Linked DNA regions of Triticum aestivum: region 2 is linked to region 1. Evidence: chromatin contacts called from public Hi-C data. All regions are on one chromosome and are shown on one strand. The core of a region is the stretch at or near the end of the contact, and the rest is flanking DNA. Distances in the headings are between cores, read along the strand shown.

The links. Hi-C and Micro-C count contacts between places; a contact is called where the count stands out from the background.
Region 2: a contact with region 1 is called in a Hi-C map of leaf, with 4 times the contacts expected there. The contact joins the promoter of LOC123053218 here to the promoter of LOC123053217 in region 1. A contact is called at or near these places in 2 of 5 Hi-C or Micro-C datasets (both in leaf).

What each region holds. Positions count from the first base shown.
Region 1 is chr2D:374,091,307-374,096,525 of IWGSC CS RefSeq v2.1, reverse strand. It overlaps LOC123053217 (AF4/FMR2 family member lilli), which reads left to right and starts at 2,757. Exons shown (of 1, transcript XM_044476656.1): 1 at 2,757-4,522. The coding sequence starts at 3,044. The coding sequence ends at 4,153.
Region 2 is chr2D:374,319,354-374,324,572 of IWGSC CS RefSeq v2.1, reverse strand. It overlaps LOC123053218, which reads right to left and starts at 2,686. Exons shown (of 7, transcript XM_044476657.1): 1 at 1,872-2,686; 2 at 1,634-1,781; 3 at 1,349-1,402; 4 at 1,163-1,254; 5 at 1-57. The coding sequence starts at 2,569.

The DNA.
Region 1 (5,219 bases), core at 1,508-4,007:
AGTGAAAAAAATCAGTTGTATCTGCACCTTCTCCCGAAATACAGTAGTTACATACTTCATCTGTAAACAAATATAAGACGTTTTAGATCACTAAAGGAGTATTTCAGTATGCACTTGGTAGAATTAGTATTGATGCGAATCGGGGGTACATGTAAGGGCAAACTCACACTAGTTCATAGCGCATTTACATCAACAGATACCAGGAATCCACATAAACAGCAAAAAAATATGCAACTGAGAAATGTCAATGATACGGTTCAGATGCAAATCCTTCTTCAATCAATGATAGATAAGACAAGATTGCCCATTGGAAAATCAAATTTATAGCGGTGCTATGCATACTAAATTGGAAGCAGGTTTAGTAATAATTTAAGTGTACAATCAAGTGGGAAACCTCACTTGGGTCGAACTAATCATCGAAAAACCTTTCAGTTGATGTGTCAAATAACATTAAATTTTTTTATCACAACTGCAGATATACTCCCTCTGTAAACTAATATAAGAGCGTTTAGATCACTATTTTAGTATTCTAAACGCTCTTATATTAGTTTACGGAGGGAGTACTTTCCAACTTAAGCTACACACTTGTAATGACGTTTTAAATCCAATCAAATGTTAATAGTGAAACGTAACAACTTGAAAATTGTTCCTGTTTGGTGAATGGCACTCCATAGACGAAATATGTAACCATCGTACCCAGCTGATATGGGATGACCGGGCGTGTCCAATCAATGTGCCACATAGGATTGGCCCACCGCAGACAATATTTTCTCTTTCTTTTTCTCCCTCCATCGCACCAAAAGATGCATATGGCTGGACATATAGGGAGAAAAGTCGTGCACAGACAAACAAAGGTTTAAAATGGACATGTCCAAACATTGATCAAATTTGTTCGCGGACATTTGAGGGGCTAAATTTGCGGAGTCCAGCTATACATGCCCTTGTATAACGCAACAATTGCCGGTGCTCAATCGTAAGCAGGCGGGTTATTCATCACTATTTTTCTCTTGTACTCTAAAGGGAAAGATTATGATTGCTGGTTATCCATATGTCAGAGCAGACCACTGGATTGAATTGAATTGAATTGAATTCAAATTGCTACCTGCCATCCTGCACTCCTGCTGCTTACTTTTACGCTGTTGTCACCTGGAGCGGAGCCATGCATGCAAGATCCCTGCCAAGATCCACAAAAATGTTTGCAGGAGCTGACCGCACCGGGAAGAGTGGACGCACGGCGGGCTCCCGCGTGCGTGCAAGTGCAAGTGCAAGCCCAGCAGGCATGATGAGTGCACGTACGCCGGTGCGGTGCCGCCGCGGCAGCAGGTAGTGGAGGTACTCCCCCGGCGGTAACGACAAGTCCATCAAACGGGTGCCTCCCCCGATGTGCATGGAGCCATGGGCCGCTTCAATCAGATCCGCGCGTAGCACCCATCCTCACCAAGTATAAAATGCAGGCGATGTGTACAAGGTACAGGTGCATTTGATGCGAACAGGCGGAGCATGGATGGACGCCGTGCGGAGCCATGTGCGCGCGTCGTGCCATGGCATGGATTTGCGGTTGCGGCGTGCCGACCGCAAATTACTCGCGGCCTCCAACAGCCCATCGTCCATGCCCATCCATGCAAGACTGAATGAACATGTTAACGAGTGCTCTAGTAGGTACCAAAGTGATGGGATTGGTCGATCGATCGATCTGCCACCCTGGTGCTACCGAGAGATAAAACCCTCCCCCGAGCTGGAGATTCTTTAGGCGCGTATGTTTGACCAAGGATGATAGACTAGACGTTTCCATTCCAGATCATCTGCTTGATCAGAGGAAGCCGCCCCTCTGTCACAATGTATTGCCGTCAGTTACGGAGATGAGTTAGTATACTCTTGAACTTGAGATTTCTAAATGAAGCCAGTGAGAGTGACCCTAGGATGCTCATGCTGGCACATGGTTCATCGATCCACTCCTCACTCACAGCAACTTGGCCGGTTGTTGCGCGTTACATACCATCACCAGACACCAGCTGTGATGTGGAGAGAGTTAAGAACAAAACTACTACACGCCTCATGTGCCGTCCGTCGTGCTCTGATCACTGTTTGCAAACAGCAGGCATGGGACGCTGCTGAGTTTGTGCTAGATCTACCATGGCGGAGTAGCTGGCTGTACATTCTCTTCGGAACAGGGGAAACACCGTCTGTCGCACTAGAAAACGGAATCATGGACAAAAACCATGACCATCATATGTGTACCAATCACTGCCGGTTAAAACAGGCAAGGGCATCGACCGACGACGACGGTGGCGGCTAGCTGCAACGCAGAAACATACGTACGCACGACACCAATGAATGAACAATGTCAATGGAACAGGGGCGCGGCTCCTGATTCGGCATCGCGTGCCGTGTAATATGCTTTGGCGGGAAGCGCAACGCAAACCTTTTCCCACTGTGCACCACGATTATCCACTAGTGGTAATTTTCATCAAGCAGGATAAATGTACTAGTACATCGCACGTGCAATCACGCATGGTCTTGTCTCGTCCCAGTGGCACGGCACCAGTAATTTCGAGTTGTTTTTACTTGACACTCTGCTTAAGATCCGTTGTTACTATACTCCAGAGAGACAGAGCGCGCATCAAGTGGAGTGGAGCCACGCGCGCGGTCGCAGAGGGTTGCCCACCCCCACGTGCCCGCCCTGACCCAGCCTTGTTTTTTTTCTCTTCTTCTAGTACGTGCGATGCGATGACCGAGCCTTGTCACGGCTAGGGCCGCACGAACCGGACAAAAAGACGCAGGCGGGAGTGGCGCTAAAATAAGGCGCACCCCCACGCCGCCCCCTGCCACTCCGCTCCTCCCATCGATGCTCTCCTCTGCCACCGCATCCGCATCCGCTTGCGCGCTCGTGCCCCTCTCCATCCCCCAAGCTCCCCCCTCCCATCCGCGCGCCTCCACCTTCGGACCGGCCGCCGCGGCAGATCGCCATCAAGAGAGCAACTGAGCCGCTCTGCTCGCGTCCCAGATCCGGCACAGCATTACCAAGAGCGCGAGGAGAGCGAGCATGGAGGAGAAAGCGCCGGAGACGGTGGCGGCCCCGGCGGCGGTACTTGCGGTGGATCAAGAAGTGGCGTACTGCAGCGAGCACCCCTACCCGCCGGGCGCCGCGGCGGCCGCGGGGGTGGCTGCCGGCAGTGGCATCTGCGCCTTCTGCCTGCAGGAGAAGCTTGGCATGCTGGTCTCCTCCTCCAAGTCCAGCCCCTTTCACCCGCCGCCTTCCTCCCTCACCCCGACCACCCCTCCGCCCAACAGGCTCGCCACTGAGAATCTTTATTCTTCCACCGCCTCTGCCATGGCGATCCCTCCGCACAAGGGCAAGACCTCGTCCTCGGCGCCCGCCCCGGTGGCCAGCGGGCTCAGGAGGAGCAAGTCCGTGGCGCCGCGGCCGGAGGAGCCGCCGCTGTCGTCGGGGATCACCGCTGACAGCCCCCGCAAGAAGAGCTTCTGGTCTTTCCTCTACCCCTCCTCCTCGTCCAGCGGCCACCGGAGCGGGTCGTCGTCTCTGGCCAGTGGGGAAGGCGCCGCGTCGGCGAGGAGGAAGTCGGTGTCGGTGGCTTCGGCGACGTCAGCGTCGCTGGGGCGGAGGCTGGAGGCGATCGAGGAGCCCGAGAGCCCCGGCCGCCGCAGCGAGGGATCGTCGTCCTCGTCGTTCGGGAGAAAGGTGGCGCGCTCGCGCTCCGTGGGCTGCGGCAGCCGCAGCTTCTCGGGGGACTTCTTGGAGCGCCTCTCCACCGGCTTCGGCGACTGCGCGCTCCGGCGCGTTGAGTCCCACCGCGAGCCCAAGCCCAAGGGAAGCGCGCTCGGCCACCTTGGCCGCGCCCGCGACGCCGGCGACGGCGACGAGGACTACGAGTACACGCAGCAGCACAGGATCAAGTGCGCCGGGTTCTTCGGCGGCATCGGCGCCGCGCCCCCGGCCTCGTCCTCCTACTGGCTCTCCGCGCCCAACGCCGGGAGCGGCGCCGGCGCCAGCGGCAACGCGAGGGTTTCTGGCACACGGAGCCACCGGGGCTGGGCGTGGGCGCTGGCGAGCCCCATGAGGGCGCTGAGGCCGACGAGCTCCACGTCCAGCAAGACCATCATGTCGGCATCCGCGACGGTGGCGACGAGTTAGCCTCGTCGTTGGATTGCAGCTGCGCGCTCCGCGATCAATGGCCGGTTATCAAATCATCGCTCTTCTTCTCGAACTATACTACGTACTACTGCTGCTTCTACTAGTATGAAAATTACTCCTGTTCTTGGTTCTGGTATATGCCCATTCGAGTCCTGAGAAGCTGCTCCTAAGGTGAAGGATGGAATGGGCCGCAGATTAAGCTCTAGCTTGCCTTTCATTTTGTAATTCTGTTCCAATTCGAGATTTTCTCCTGTGGTGCCCGTGGTGGAAATAGAGATGTTTTATGTTGAGTTCATTCGTGTGTTGGAGACGGGACATGAGCATTGAATTGAAAAGGAGAAATTTGGCAATTTGTCCATCAGTTCTGTACTTGTTCTTGTGTGCCTTGATTCATTTTTCATGATCCTACTACCACACTATACTACGGGTGGCCTGTTAAAGCATCTACAACCGGACCCGTCAAAAGTGAGTTGCCCCTCAAATCTCAAATGTCCACGTCTACAACCGTCTTCCTCGTAGCAAATCCTTAAATTCATACTCTCATGCAATGTAAAACAAACACACGCAGCGATATAAATAAACATGCAATGTAAAATAAACACACGCAACGCAACGTAAAAATAAACACACGTAGTTCATTTAGATCACATATAGCGGAGGGGATTCATCTACATTCCATCAAACTATCAAGAATTGTCATGTTCTAAAAGTTTGAACTATCGAGTTCATTTAGAGCAACTCTAACCGATCCCTTATAAATAGAGGAGTAAAACGGCGGAGTAAATTTACTCCACTAAGTTTTGGCCATTTCTAGCCGATCCCCTAAATTTAACGGAATAAAATAAAATTCCCATTTGCGTCACATACTCAACCACCGAAACACATTTTCTTACTTTTTTTATTTCATTCAACGACATTGGAGTAAATAATTCACCAATTCTTCGCCACTAGAGCAAGACCAAAAAAACAAGAACGACAATTAGACATTTTAGAAGATTTTCAACTTCCCTAACTGTTCCTACTAGTTGGATTAATATCTTCTCTATGTCTTCATTGTTGATCTGTG
Region 2 (5,219 bases), core at 1,437-3,936, 230 kb before region 1:
CCTATTTTTTCTAGTGACGCTTGGAGCAATACTGCATTCATCACTGCTGCCATCATTCTGAAAAAAAAATTCAAAGAGCACCATAAATACATACACATGTGGCCAACCACGGAAGGAAAGCTAGGATCCACAGGAAAAGTGTAATGCAAGCCTGATGGTCAGCATGAATTCATGTTTTCTAGCTAAAGATGTAGAAAATAAGAACAAACCATATGAAAATTGAGCTCCATTGGTCGCTGTTTAGTAGGAAATCACAGATGTGAATGATTGATTGTCTATTGAAACACTCAAACAAAAGCTACCAAGTCTGATGCACTGAAATAATGATGGGGATTGAAATGAAGAAGATCAAACAATAGTCTGTACCGTAGTTGTCAGTCTACAGCTAAGGATTATACGTAGTAAAGATCAAAAGAGCAAACCACAATTCTCATATATATTATTTGGGATCAGCGGCACATGAAATTGCCCAACTTAAAAAAATAATGGGATAAAAGGTCTAACCTAGCCTGGCAGCTTGCTCAGGATCACCTACCAGAGAGGACTGTTTGGTACCGCCCCCTCCCCCCGAAAAGTTTACAGATTTCGACGCGGATTAAAGGTGGAGTTTAGATTGTTCTGATATCTTGTTTGATCCATTGGGGGAATACGGGTTAGAGTTAGTTGATCGTGACTGTACGAGAATACCCTTTTTAATTAATTTCAAGATTCATGCATACTTTTAGGGGGGATTGCTGAAGCAAAACTCTATACAACGTAATAATAAATATACTTTAAACTAAAACAACTACTTCCAGTTCTTAAGCTTGGTGAGTCACTGAGGCTCTGGCTATGTCAGTAAACATTTGTAGCTTCAGTGTAATGTATAATTCATACTGGCACTTGCAATATATATGCCTGGTTGCAAATCCATGATACATTAAAACGAGCATGTGAAGAATAGTTCCAAAGTAGTTTTATTGACACACAGATTGGACCAGCCTCAACCAATCTGTGCACTGGAACAAAACCCAAGGAAAAGCTATCATCCGGCTTAATTCTAACATAATTACCCTAATATAGCTGGCTCCATATACTACTCTGTTTCTCATCTTGGTATGCAAGCAGCCTAACTCTTTTAGATTTGAGAAAGCTAACAATGACATGATTCCGAGATAATTACCCAATTGGATGCGTTGAAGCTCTATCAGTGCCAGTGGCAGCAACCCAAGAGTCAGCGCAGAATACATTCCGGCCTCCCATGAGAATAGCCACCTGATTGGACAAAATGCAATATTAGCTTGGCCTGTATCGCTTGATATTTACAAAATGTATGTCTAGAATAGTAGAATGAATGTATTCTATTTACCTCAACACCATGGCGGCATGCCACTTGAACTTCTCTGGCAATCAGCATGATCACCTGGCAAGGTCACAAGGCTCTGTGTGAAAAATTCAGGAGAGCAATGAACAAGATCTGCGCATATCTAACAAATACTTCCTCCGTTCCCTGATATAAGACCTTTTAGCTATTTCAACATATCGACTACATACATACTAAAATGAGTGAACACACATACTAAAATGTGTCTAGATACATATGAGTCAAGAAAAACCTAAAAGGTCTTGTATTAGGAAACGGAGGGAGTACTACCTTAGGGTCAACATTATGAGGAGCTTCTCCAGCCAATGCAGTCCCCCCAATCTTCAGAAGTACCCTTTTCCATTTCGGATTCGAGAGAGGAGTCGATCTGGAATAAGGAACCATGGTGGTAGTGTGGCCAGTGCCGGAAGAAGGGTACCTGCAAGCAAAGATAAGCATCAGCTCATCTCTAGACTCTCGACCATTAGATCCCCAAACAAATGAGAGCAAAGATGTAAAAATGAGCCACCTCTTGTTGCTGTGCTGCTGCTGTTGCCGCGGCTTGTCGTCGTTGGTGGCCGCCGGCGGCTTGGGGGTGCCGGGCGATGGGGAGTTGCCCATAATCTGCTCCATTTGCTTGTACCAGGGCCAGAGGCTGGCCGAGGCGGAGCCGGCGATGCGTTGGCACTCTACCTTGTACCGCTTCTTGAGGTTGTCGATCTTATTCTTACACTGCTCCACGCTCTTGCCCCCGCTGCTCTTGCCTTGCCCGTCGGTAACGGCAGCGGCGACGTCCTCCCAGTCCCGCCCCCGGAGATTCCCTCGGTTGAGCTGCTCGAACCGGTCCATGTATGCGTCGAGGAGGCTGCTGATGGCGCCGTCCGTCCACTCCTCCCGATCCTTCCGGTAGTCCGACGAGACGGCGCCGCCACGGCCCTTCCTCCCCCCGCCGCTGATGTAGGAGCAGTACTCGCCCCCATCGCTGAACTCCTCCGCGCGGTCCCTCCGCCGCTTGGTGTGGTGCGACGCCTTCCCGCGGTCGGAGCTGTGGTTGCCCTCCTCCCGGGCCGGCGCGAAGGGGCCGGGGCCGGCGCCGGAGCCCGCGGCCGGGGCTTCGACGAAGCAGAAGCCCTGGGCCTGCTGCGGCGGGGCCGGCTGGGCGGAAGGCTGGGGAGCGGGGTGGGCGTCGTCACCGAGGAGGCCGAAGTCGTCGTCGCAGGAGGCCATGGGGTGGCGGCGTTAGGGCTGCGCCGCGGGCTCCGCTCCCGGCCACGGCGGCGGCGTTAGGGTGACGACGTTACCCCCGCTCGCTGGCCGCTGGGGGTGGGTGCCGGTGGTACGCAGGTTATGGTGATGGGGAACGGGCGCGACCCACGGAACCGTTACGGCTCGCTCACGGCTCCGTGACCTTGCCGCGTTACACGTTGCCGCGGAGTGGGCCCCTTCTTCCCGGAAAAAAGCGAAGCGGACCCACACAGGTCGGTCCAATGCGATCACTGTGAGTGGCAGGCAGACTGAAGTACCGTTTCATCAGGCCCGTTTGAAGTTTGAAATTTGAGCTGGTCCGAAAGACCCAAAAATCTACTCCTATTGCAAAAAGGAAAACACCTACTCCCTCCGTCCTTCAAAGAGTGTGTTTTCAACTTTATTGCAGAGTCAAACTATCTTAAAGTTTGACCGAGTTTGTGCAAAAATATATCAATGTTTGTGAAACCAAATAGGTATATGCTGAAAATATATTTTATTATGAATTTAATGCTACTAATTTGATGGCATAAACGTTGGTGTATTATTGTATAAATATGGTCAGATATAAAAAAGTTTAATTTTTCAACAAAGTTGAAAGTACACTTTTTCAAGCACAAAGGGAGTACATATGCAGTCAGTTCTTATTTTGTACTACCTCCGTCAGGTATTTGTGGGGCCCTTCTTATTTTATGCTAAAAATTTACTATTAATTTCTAATAAAATGTAAACTATAAGTCACAAAAATTATACTATCGAAAACCTATTCCAAATACAAATCCAATAATATACTTACTGTATCATATAATTTATATTTTGATAGTTTACATACGGTCAACATTTGGCAAAAAATACGAGGGGGCCAATAAGCCGAGAAGAAGATAATATTTCTTTGCTTTGCTTTCTTTTATTTGTTTTGGTGCACAACTCCACTCAGGGCATCTTCAATCGGCGTACCCCAAATCGGGCACACTAATGATGTGTTTGGTTATCTTCATTAGGCTCAACTAAGCTTGGTGGATGCAAATTTGGCCCGTTTGGTTTCCCGTTTTCACTGTTTGGCCCGCATTGCATGCTTATTAAAACACCTCTGAGCTAGGCCCAGCCGGAACGGCCGAATCGACTGTTTTCTCCCATCCAGGCTCGCAGTGTGCAGAGGAGAGGAACGACGCGTCGAGCTGATGCGAGGAGGGGATGGTGTGAGCTCACGCGCGTGCGCGAAAAAGCGGCTGGAAGAATTAGGCCAGCTCCCGCCGAATTAGACGCCCTATTTGGCTCCCATCGGATCACATCTGATTTCCCCGCCACCATTTCCCTCTGCGCGCTCTCCGTCCCGGGCGATTTCGTCGACGACCAACAGGTAAGCGGTGCATCTTCTTCGATCGGCACTAGACGACAGCACTTCTCATTCTTCTCTTCTTCGACGACTTTCTCGTCAACTCCCTGCTCCCTGATGGATGTAAGTTCTATCAGCCCTTCCCTATTCATTGTAACTTTGATTTGTGAGCATGTGCTAAGGATAGATTTATGAGAACTAGTAGCATTGCAGAGTGTCGATCTGTGACTATGTGATGTTGTGGTAGATAGTGATGATGAATCGCTAGAACAGTAGGGTTTGGTAGTCCGATTCTATGACGTTCATGTTGTTTTCCAGTTCAGGTTCGATGATACTATATAGTAGATCTGGTCATGACATGTAAATCTGAGCATGTGCACTCCCGTAGGATGCTAGGGTGCTAGTTTAATGCTTTGAACTCATTGGTAGCATGCTACCTGTGAACTGTGTTGGGATTTCCCCGAAGAGGAGAGGATGATGCAGTACAATAGAGATAAGTATTTCCCTCAGTTAAAAACCAATGTTATAAATCCAGTAGGAAAACCACGCAACACCTGCACACAAATAACAAATCCTTACAACCCAACGAGAACAAGGGGTTGTCAATCCCTCGGCAGCTATGCGCAAGATTAAATTGTGTAGTAATTGATAGATAAATCAAACAAAAATACAAAATAAAATAAATAAAGTAAAATTGCAGCAAAGTATTTTTAAGATTTAATATATGATAAAAGTAGACCCGAGGGCCATAGTTTTCACTAGAGGCTTGTCTCTTGAAAATAGCATACGGTGGGTAAACAAATTACTGTTGGACAATTGATAGGAAAGCAAATAATCATGGCGATATCCAAGGCAATGATCATTTATATAGGCATCACGTCCGAGACAAGTAGACCGACTCTTACTTGCATCTACTACTATTACGTCTATAGTATTAAGTTCATAAAGAACGGAGTAACGCCTTAAACAAGATGACATGATGTAGATAAAGTAAACTCACACATGAATAAACCCCATCTTTTTATCCTTAATAACAGCGATACAAATACGTGCCATGTCCCCTTCTGTAACTGGGATTGAGCACTGCAAAATCAAACCCATTACAAAGCACCTCTCTCATTGCAAGATAAATCAATCTAGTTGGCCAAACTAAATCAATAGATTGGAGAGAAATACGAAGCTATAACAATCATGCATAAAAGAGTTCCGAGAAAACACAATATATTCATGGATAATCTGATCATAAACTCACAATTCATCGGATCCCAATTAACACACCGCAAAAGGTGATTACGT